Regions from separate parts of the Ovis aries genome. Here region 2 is linked to region 1. The links are chromatin contacts, called in public Hi-C maps. All regions are on one chromosome and are shown on one strand. Each heading gives the region's core, a stretch centred on a gene start, on an enhancer-like site or on the middle of the called end of the contact. The rest is flanking DNA. Distances are from core to core; before and after follow the strand shown. Region 1 overlaps SUFU (SUFU negative regulator of hedgehog signaling). Region 2 holds the start of TRIM8 (tripartite motif containing 8).

Region 1 (4,720 bases), core at 1,270-3,769:
AACCCCTCAGTTACCATCCTGTCCCCTTTCCTGTCCACAGCGCTGGTGGCCCCTGGCTGATAACTGACATGCGGAGGGGAGAGACCATATTTGAGATCGACCCACACTTGCAAGTATGTCTTGAGTGAGGAAAACGTTTCTAGCACACTGTGCCTAGGCCTCTGCCACATAACCCTGGCTTTCCTGCTGGGAAAACAGAGGAGCTATATTTGTGAGTGAGTAGAAATATGGCATGATATGCAACTTGTTCCCTGAATTCTGCAGAGTACGTAACGGAACAGAGATTTCAGTCCAGGGAAAACTGTCTAAACACATTTTCCTGCATTTTAAAAGGATTGATTTTATTGAATGCAAATTATACATCAATAAACCTGACCCCAAAATTGGATCACCAGCAAGAAAGAAAATCAGTATAATGGGTATTGCTTGTCTGGGATTCATCCTGCCATGTTCCCCTTCTTAGAAGAACACGGGCTTCCCTTCAGAAAACCTCCCTAGTGCCACTGCCACACCATGACAGACAGTGGAACAGGTGGCAGTGACCCCACAGCCCAGCTGCGGGGCTGAGCGCCGATTGGTCTAAAGATCCTACCCTCTTTCAGATCATTTTCATCTTGGGCAGTCAGACGCTGAGCTCCTCCTGTGGGTAGGTTGGTATCCCTTGATCTAGAAAAGAAAGTCTTTATACACACAGGTTGGCCGTTCCCACTCGCTGTGTATGGCCCACCTGTACAGAGCGTCAGTGTCATCTCTGGGATTTTTAGAAGCAGCGCTCTGTTTGTATGCAGGTGAATTTTGAAAGCTGGGTAGAGCATAACTTTGTTTCTTATGGGCCACTCATGAAACAGGAACCGCAGACAGCCAGTAATGTGCCTGGCACATGCCTGCCTCCTTCTCTTTTGCCCTTGCCCTTTGCAAGTCATTGCCATCTCTGAACATTTTATGCCTCTGTAGAAATCTCACAGACCACAGGCAGCCTGTGTTAGTGCCAAGAGTTAGTGTCCTTTAGGAAGGCTGGGAGGGGGTAGGGAGAGGTAGCAGGCAGACAGGTAGCCTGTGGTCCCTGGGCTCATTACTGCAGACCTGGGAGTTCTCAGGCAGAAGCCTACTCATTCACAGATGATGCTACTGTTTACCTAGTGCCTTGAACACTGAAGCTTTCCGATCACTTCCAGGATCCTCTGTTATCTCTCCTTTAACTTGGTTTCCTAGTAGCTTCTGCTTATGCAAGAACCAGAACCACATGGCTGTGTTTCCCTAAGCCCTTGTTTGGCAGCCACACTGGGATCCAGCACAGGGCACCGTGGGCTGTTGCTTTGGCCCCTGTCCTAAGTGCCAAGTGCTAAGAAAGCACCTGATCGTTAAGCTACTAGGGTAAGCAGCCTGTCCTTGCTCTACATGCTGAGAACAGCTCTCCTCTCTAGTCTTCAGGTGTCTGTCCCTAAGGCCAGCCAGCAGGACCCAGAGCACTAGTGTTCTTTAAAAGCAACAAAGCACCTCGGTGTGCACCCAGTGGGAGCTGCTCTGTGCTCACTTGTGTCTCTGGGGTCTACTTGCAGCTGGTTTGTTTTAGAGCTGCTCCTGGCCCTTTGCTCCACACTCTACCACTAGCCAGCTGTGTGCGGGAACAAGTCCCCAGACTCCTCAGCGTCTTCACCCTTTCTTGTTTACTCATAAAGTAAGTGGGCTGAGCTCATTGAGCCAAGAGATGTCTTCAGCTTCTTGCTTAGGTGAGGGGCCCCAAGGTGGCCAGTGGAGAAGGGAGAACATAGACTCTATCCTGAGCAAACCAGCACCCACACACCCCTGCCTAGGGCACAGAGAGCCACTCCCTGTTGTCAGCTCAGAATCTCCAGCTTTGCCTGGGCTGATGGGAGCCCTGGAGATGGGGGGGGGGGGGGCTGATGGGAAGGAGGCATCAGGCCAGGGCCACCTGCTAATGGTGTCCAGAAATAAGGACCCTCTCTGTAGGCTTACCTTGTGCTTTCTGAACAGGCTTCCCGGCCAAGCAGCCGGCCAGTATGGGCCTGTGAAGCCATGGGGAGAAGGTCCCCAGACAGGGAGGAGCAGATTCTAATTGAGGTCCTGACTCAGGAGCTTTATTTGGCCCACATGACTGTTTATGAACAAGGTTGTGGGAGCCTCATCCAAAGGCTTTTGACCTTTCATCCAAAGCCCAACAGCACAACTGTATTTTATCGGAAATCCCAGGATGTTTGTGTTCACCTCTTCCTTGAGACCATTTGGAGAGTGTTTGGTCTCCACAATGTCGAGGCCTGTGTGAAGGCAGGACCTCTGGTGGGGCTTGCAGATGCTCACCGCCCTCCTGGCCGCCAGTTCAGTCTAAGAAATGGAAAAGAATTTCCATCCAGAATCCTTGGCCAAACAAGTCAGCAATGCTGCAGGGAAAGTCCTGCCCTTCTGCTCTCTGGGGGCTCGTCACCATGTGACCACACCCTCTGCTGTTGGAAGAAGAGACTGCAGGTGTGAGGCTGGAGAGGTGGGGCTGAGTCCCAGTCTCTCCCGCCTATGGCTGGCTTCCACACTGGCCTCTGGAGCAGGGCCGGGTGATCAGTCAGCAGAGGAAGAACTGTGCCTTTCCTCCGGGAGGTAGTTCCTGGCCCTGCTACGTCAGCTCCACAGGCCAGCACAGGGTGGGCAGAGTCAGGGCTCTGAAACAGGTATGAAGGTCACTATACTGGAAGTCTAATGAGTGAGAAGAAGCTTCCCTTGGGATTTCCATTCTCCCCAGCTCCCCTAACTGCTGGTTCTCCTGGAGGAGCCCAGTGGCTGGCAGAGACTGTCATTCGTTAGTAACCAGCGCAGAATAGTCAGGAATCCTGTTCTTCTGACACCTGTCCCACGCTTAGCTCTTACTCATGCTCGGGCTTGGTCATGTCCAGCTCTTTGTGACCCCATGGACGGCAGCCCACCAGGCTCTTCTGTCCGTGGGATTCTCCAGGCAAGAATACTGGAGTGGGTTGCCATTTCCTTCTCCAAGGTATCTTCCCTACCAAGGGGTCGAGCCCTCCTCTCCCACATTGGCAGGTAGATTCTTACCGCTGAGCCACCAAGGAAGCCCTTAGCTCTTATTGAGGCCGAGTAAATATGGGCAAGCAAATATGGGTGGTGACCTTGGGCCACTGGTTGGCTGAAGGAACTCTGGCTCTTTGGTTCTTTCCAAGCAGGAGCGAGTTGACAAAGGCATCGAGACAGACGGCTCCAACCTGAGTGGTGTCAGTGCCAAGTGTGCCTGGGATGACCTGAGCCGGCCCCCCGAGGATGACGAGGACAGCCGGAGCATCTGTGTGGGCGCTCAGCCCCGGCGGCTCTCAGGCAAAGGTGGGGGCCTTGCCTTGCCCTTGCCCAGGCTGGGTTTTAGCATTTCTTGGCAGGATTTAAGCCGCCAGTGAGATCTCCAGCAAGGTGGAATGGAGGGAGCTTTACTGGCCCATTTCTCCTGGGGTGTGTGTGTGTGTGTGTGCATTTCACATTGCACCTCCAGCAGGGACCATTATGTTTTAGATTTGCCCCTTGCAATCTGAGGTCAGGGAGGTGAGTAGAAGCCCTAGAACAGTTACAGGAAACGGCCATAGTCCACCCAAGTGCAGGAGAACAAGCCCTGGCCACCCACAGAATTGACACAGGGCCCAGCTCTAGCCTGAAAGACATGCCAGACCCGAGGATCACACTGGCCTCAGGCCTGCCCAGGCCTCTTATGGGAAAGGCCTGAGTATGAGACCAGTTTATAGACTTTACCCAACCCCTCCACACACACTGTCTTGCAGATACAAAGTAAGGGGCAGGGGCAAGCACCCTTACCTCTGAACCTAGGGAGTGCGCCTTGGAGGAGGGTATGACTCTCCTGTTGGAAGCTCACCATGCTAGTCTTGGCTAGAGAAATAGTCATGGTTTTAAAGAAACGGGATCTCTAACTATCTTCAAAAGAAAAGCAGCCGTATATAAAGATGTGCTTATAGCTGCTCTCTCTACTTCCTTTCTCTATTCTTCCCCCTTTCTTTATCTTTTGAAGAGTAAGATACTTGGTCCTGCATAAAATACAAACACTTGTGATAGCACTTATAAAAGGTTTTCTTTCCATAAAGAACAACTTAAACCCCTCATGCAAGTATCTGACCCTTTTCTTTCCTTCCTGCTTGTTCTAATGATGTGCCAAGTTCCAGGGAGGCTCTAAGAGACTGTACAGTTATTAGACTCATCCAGTTGCTTTTGTGAAAAAGAGCTAATTTAAGGAAGGATTCACAGCTTTGTCCAAAATTTCAACCATTATTGGCTATTTTTAAAAAATTCTTTTAAGTAAGATCCATGACGCTGTAACAAACAGCTAGAAAAGTCACTAATCATGTTCAGCATCTACCCTAAGCCCACTCTTTGATCAACCAACATTAATTTGCTTTTTAGTGTGTGTTTGCAGAAATAAGTCTTAGACCAAAATCTCAATATAGGGGACCAGAGTAGTAAGCTTTACCCCGAAGACCAGCAAAGCATCTTGCAAAGAAATAATTCCACCAAGAGACTCCTTTCTTACCTCCTGGTCCTTGGCAGATCTGTGGAGAGGCAGGGTTCCCTGGGATGGGACCAAGGTGGGAAGATGACTCAGCATCCCACTGACCTGGCCCCAGGGGAAAGGGTGACAAGACCAGACACCAGCTGACCACACCGAACCCAGAAACTTGTGTCAGGTTCGCCTGCCCGTTCG
Region 2 (4,806 bases), core at 2,284-4,783, 43 kb after region 1:
CATCAGTATATAGACAGTAGTAAAGCCTTACTAGAAAAACACCTACTTCTGCTTTACTGACTACGCCAAAGCCTTTGACTGTGTGGATCACAACAAACTGTGGAAAATTCTTAAAGAGATGGGAATACCAGACCACCTTACCTACCTTCTGAGAAATCTATATGTAGGTCAAGACGCAACAGTTAGAACGGGACATGGAACAACAGACTGGTTCCAAATTGGGAAAGGAGTATGTCGAGGCTGTATATTGTCACCCTGCTTATTTAACTTATATGCAGAGTACATCATGAGAAATGCCCACCTGGATAAAGCACAAGCTGGAATCAAGATTGCCGGGAAAAATATCAATAACCTCAGATATGTAGATGATACCACCCTTATAGCCGAAAGCGAAGAGGAACTAAAGAGCCTCTTGATGAAAGTGAAAGAGGAGAGTGGAAAAGCTGGCTTAAAACTCAACATTCAAAAAACGAAGATCATGGCATCCGGTCCCACCCCTTCATGGCAAACAGATGGGGAAACAATGGAAACAGTGACAGACTTTATTTTTTTGGGCTCCAAAATCACTGCGGATGGTGACTGCAGCCATGAAATTGAAAGTCGCTTGCTCTTTGGAAGAAAAGGTATGTTCAACCTAGACAGCATATTAAAAAGCAGAGATATTACTTTGCTAACAAAGGTCCATATAATCAAAGCTTGGTTTGTCCAGTAGTTATGTATGGATGTGAGAATTGGACCATAAAGAAAGGTGAGCACCAAAGAATTGATGCTTTTGCACTGTGGTGTTGGAGAAGACTTGAGAGTCTCTTGGACTGCAAGGAGATCCAACCAGTCCATCCTAAAGGAAATCAGTCCTGAATATTCGTTGGAAGGACTGATGCTAAAGATGAAGCTCCAATACTTTGCCCACCTGATGTGAAGAAGTGACTCATTGGAAAAGACCCTGATGCTTGGAAAGATTGAAGGCAGGAGGAGAAGGGGACAACAGAGCATGAGATGGTTGGATGGCATCACCGACTTGATGGACATGAGTTTGAGCAAGCTCCAGGAGTTAGTGATACAAACAGAAGCCTGGGGTGCCGTAGCCCATGGGGTCAGACACGACTGAGGGACTGAACTGAACGCCTTAGGAGTTAATGAGGGAGCAGGTGTAGGTGGAGGGCAGTTCATAAGGAGGGAGTTCATAAGAGTGTGGAGGGCAGTCAATATTTATGAGATAGAAACTGGAGAAGTCTGTGGTTAGAAAGATAAGGAGACAGAACAGCATGATGTTGTAGAGGTCAAGGTGAGCTGTCTAGAACGGTGAGAAATTAATGGAATCCTTTAGATTATCCTGAAGGTCATTCATGAGGAGGCCAGAGAAGGATGCACCAATCTAGACTTTGTTTCTTTGCACCATCTTTCAACCAAGGAATTGAAGATTCGTGTTTGAAAGTCACTTTCTCCTTGTTTTTTCACTGATATGCATGCATGTGTTCATTCACTCAGCATAAGACCTCCCATGTAAGGGGATGCAGAGTACTAAAAGATACATGCTCTGTCCTTGAAGGACCCATATTAGCCACCCAATCAGGAATAGAGAGATGAAGTTTCTAAAGTAGAGAGGCTCTCTGGTTTTTTGAAAGGATCAGACTCATGGGTCATTTTAAACTGGGCTTAAATCTCAGGTCTACCATTTAGAACAAACTCATGAATCTCAAATGCATAATCTTCAGCACAAACCTCCTCTGAGTCTGTATATACAATTGTCTCCTCTGGAATTTCCACTGGGATAGCTAAACCAATTCAAACATAATTTAGAACTATTCAAAAATCTCTCCACCCAAACCTAATCCTCTCCAGTTCTCTCCTTCTGGGTAAATGGCATCACCGCCCAGGCTCTTCTTAAGGCCCAAATCCTAAATTCAGAAGAATATTCTGTATTCATACAGTGATACGCATATCTTGATCCCATTCCTACTCTATTACTATTACGTGTTGATTCCTCTTCATCCCGTATCTAATTTGGCTCTACTTCCAAAATACATCCCAAATCTAGTAGTTTCTCACAACCAGCTTCAAGTCCAAACTCCTTACCACGACACTGTGTATTCTGGTTCCTGCCTGGCTTCTCCCTCACAACAGGCCTTCTTTTCTGCCCTGGAACATACTTTATTCATTGCTTTCGTACTTGTTTTTCCCTCTGATTGAAGCACTCTTTGGACTTCCCAGGTGGCACAGTGGTAAAGAATCCACCTGCCAACCAGAAGACACAATTTGATCCCTGGGTTTGGAAGCTCCCCTGGAGAAGGAAATGGCAACCCACTCCAGTATTCTTGCCTGGAAAATTCTATGGACAGATGAGCCTGGCGGGCTACAGTCCACAGGGTAGCAAAGAATCGGACATGACTAAGCGCACGTGCCACACCCAGATTGTCACTTGCCTGTGAAGTGAAGTCAAAGTCTCTCAGCCGTGTCCGACTCTTCTCAACCCCATGGACTGCATAGTCCATGGAATTCTCCAGGCCAGAATACTAGAGTGGGCAGCCTAACCCTTCTCCAGTAGATTTTCCTGGCCCAGAATCGCACCAGGATTTCCTGCATTGCACGCAGGTTCTTTACCAGTTGAACTACCAGGGGAGCCCTGACTCCTCCTGAATATTCAGATCTCAGCTCAAATTTCACTTTCTGCGAATATTGTATGAGTCCCTTACTCTCTGCCACAGAAATTATCTTACATAATTAGTTAAAAAAAATTGGGGGGGGGGTACAAATTTTCCAGGGAATCCCCAGGGCCTAGAAAAATGCCTAGTGCATGAGACTTTTGTTAAACATTTGTTAACTGACAGGTTGACTCCAATTTTTTTTTTACTCCAATTTTTTAGGCCTCTGTTTCCTTATAAATTGAAGAGACTAATAATGCATATTTTGTTTGGTAGATTTGAGCCTCAGAAATGTAGGGAAGGGAATTCTCTAGCTGTCCAGTGGTTAAGACTCTTCACTTCCACTGCAGTGGGAACAGGTTCGATCCCTGTGGAGGCACTAGGATCTCACATGCTGCCCTGGGCAGCCGAAAATAGAGTATCCAAAAAAAAAAAAAAATGTAGGTAAAAATATTGAGGATACTGGGGAAATTGCTGCACAGTGAACCTTTGCAATTTGCTGCTGAGTTCCATCAGATGAGCCGATTGACAAACCCCCCTTTCCCTCTCAGGTAAAAGGAGACACGGGTGAAGAGGCCTAGGAAGATGTGGTCCCACTCCACAGCATTAGCGTCTCCCTTTTAAGAAGCAGAGAAACTCATCCCCCGTCCCCAATGTTTAATGTACCGAAGTTAGTGCAAATCACGTGAGCCCTAGGTTGCCCCCGCCTTAAAGAGGCGGAGTCTCAGTTTGGAGACCAATAGCAGGAACAATCTCCGGAACAGCCCCCAACTCCAGACAGGGATAAGGGGAGGAGCCGGGCGCCCAGCAACTGTTATAGCACTTCCGGACAATACGCCCCGCCCCTCCTCCCCCTTCCCTGTCCGCTTATTTCTCCAGTGCCGGGTGGGCAGAACCAGCGGGTGCTGATTACAGGCGCCGCCGTAGTGCTGCTGCTTTCTCCTCGCCTACACCTCCCAGTCTCCCCCCGCTACCCTCGCAGAGTAGCGGGACCGGCCTTGATGTAGGGACACCACCCTCCTGCCTCCGCCTCTCTCCGCGCTAACTCGGGACCCCGGCTCACCGCAGTCCGCTCGCGTCTCCACCCTGCCCGCCGCGCTCTGCTCCGAGCTCATTGTATCCTCCCCATTCCTGGGCTCAGACTTCGAGGCCAAGCTGTGGCGGGAAGATCGGGGACCCCTGTGCACCCCTCCAGCCGGTTCCGCGAATTGGGGCCCCTCCCCCGCACTGCCGTCCTCGCAACAGCGCGGTAGTGGCGAGGGCTCTCTTTCCTCACCACTAAAGCAGAGAGGGCCGACTGGCGGGCAGCAGGGACGAAGCCCCCCACTCCCAGCCGCGAGCCCCTTCCTCCCGTCCTCTTCCTAGGGGAAGGAGAGCCGAAGCCCGAGCGAGCTGAGGCAGGAAAAAGGCAGCCGTGGACTGCCCAGCCAGCAGATCATTTTTATTATCGAGATTATTATTAAAAGGGGGCGGGGAACCCAGGATGAGAGGGAGGGGGTTAGAGACGCAGCTATTTTTATTAAACAGATTATTCCTGAAATAATAATACGCGCAAGATGGCTGAAGGTGGCTGTGATGAGAGTGTTGGGGCTTTTTTTTCTCCCCCCCCGTTTTTTTTGATCTGAGGATAAAGCTCTGAGGCGACAGCCGCTGCGGAGACCCTGCCCGGTGTGCCCTCCCCCCAGTTGAGAAGCAGCGGGCGGACAAACGGACCCACAGACGGAGCGACTGGCTCGGGCCCGCCCCGGACGCGTCGCCTGGGCAGCAGCTGGGGGCCGCGGGCGCTCGCCTTTCTGCCGACTTCTTCCAATTCTAATCTTTTTTTATTTTTTGGAAAGAACCAGGGTGGGTGGAGCAGAGGTGGAGAGAAATCAGGACTTGGCATTTTCTCCCCTGTCTTCTAATCTGAGGGAGGCCACCAGCCCTCCCCTTAAAAATCCCACCAAAAAAAAAAAAAAAAAAGCGAGCGATAGGAAGAACGCTGCAGGACCCTCCAGCGAGCGCGCTCGGACCCCCGGCCGCCACTGCGGCGGCTGCCGGGAGCTCAAGATGGCTGGACGCTGAGGGAGGCAGCCCGGCCCGGCTGTCTCGGCCCGGCTCCGCCGCCGCGGGCTGGCTCCGACCGCAGCCCCGAAGACCGGAGCAGAGGCCGAGAAGAAAAGAA

Evidence for each region. Hi-C and Micro-C count contacts between places; a contact is called where the count stands out from the background.
Region 2: a contact with region 1 is called in a Hi-C map of liver, with 2.2 times the contacts expected there. The contact joins the promoter of TRIM8 here to the enhancer-like site in region 1. A contact is called at or near these places in 5 of 16 Hi-C or Micro-C datasets (hypothalamus, liver, muscle and 2 more).

What each region holds. Positions count from the first base shown.
Region 1 is chr22:22,954,627-22,959,346 of ARS-UI_Ramb_v3.0, forward strand. It overlaps SUFU (SUFU negative regulator of hedgehog signaling), which reads left to right. Exons shown (of 12, transcript XM_015103389.3): 6 at 41-113; 7 at 3,186-3,342. Among named protein-coding and RNA genes, the nearest start is that of TRIM8, 43 kb to the right of the region's middle. Within about 2 kb of position 2,520, at least 11 of the 54 cell types and tissues checked have an H3K27ac peak or open chromatin away from gene starts, as enhancers often do. A contact at or near this core is called in liver and muscle, where this site is marked.
Region 2 is chr22:22,996,420-23,001,225 of ARS-UI_Ramb_v3.0, forward strand. TRIM8 (tripartite motif containing 8) reads left to right here and starts at 3,534. Exons shown (of 6, transcript XM_015103277.4): 1 at 3,534-4,806. LOC121817635 (a long non-coding RNA gene) reads right to left here and starts at 4,058. Exons shown (of 3, transcript XR_006057657.2): 1 at 1-4,058.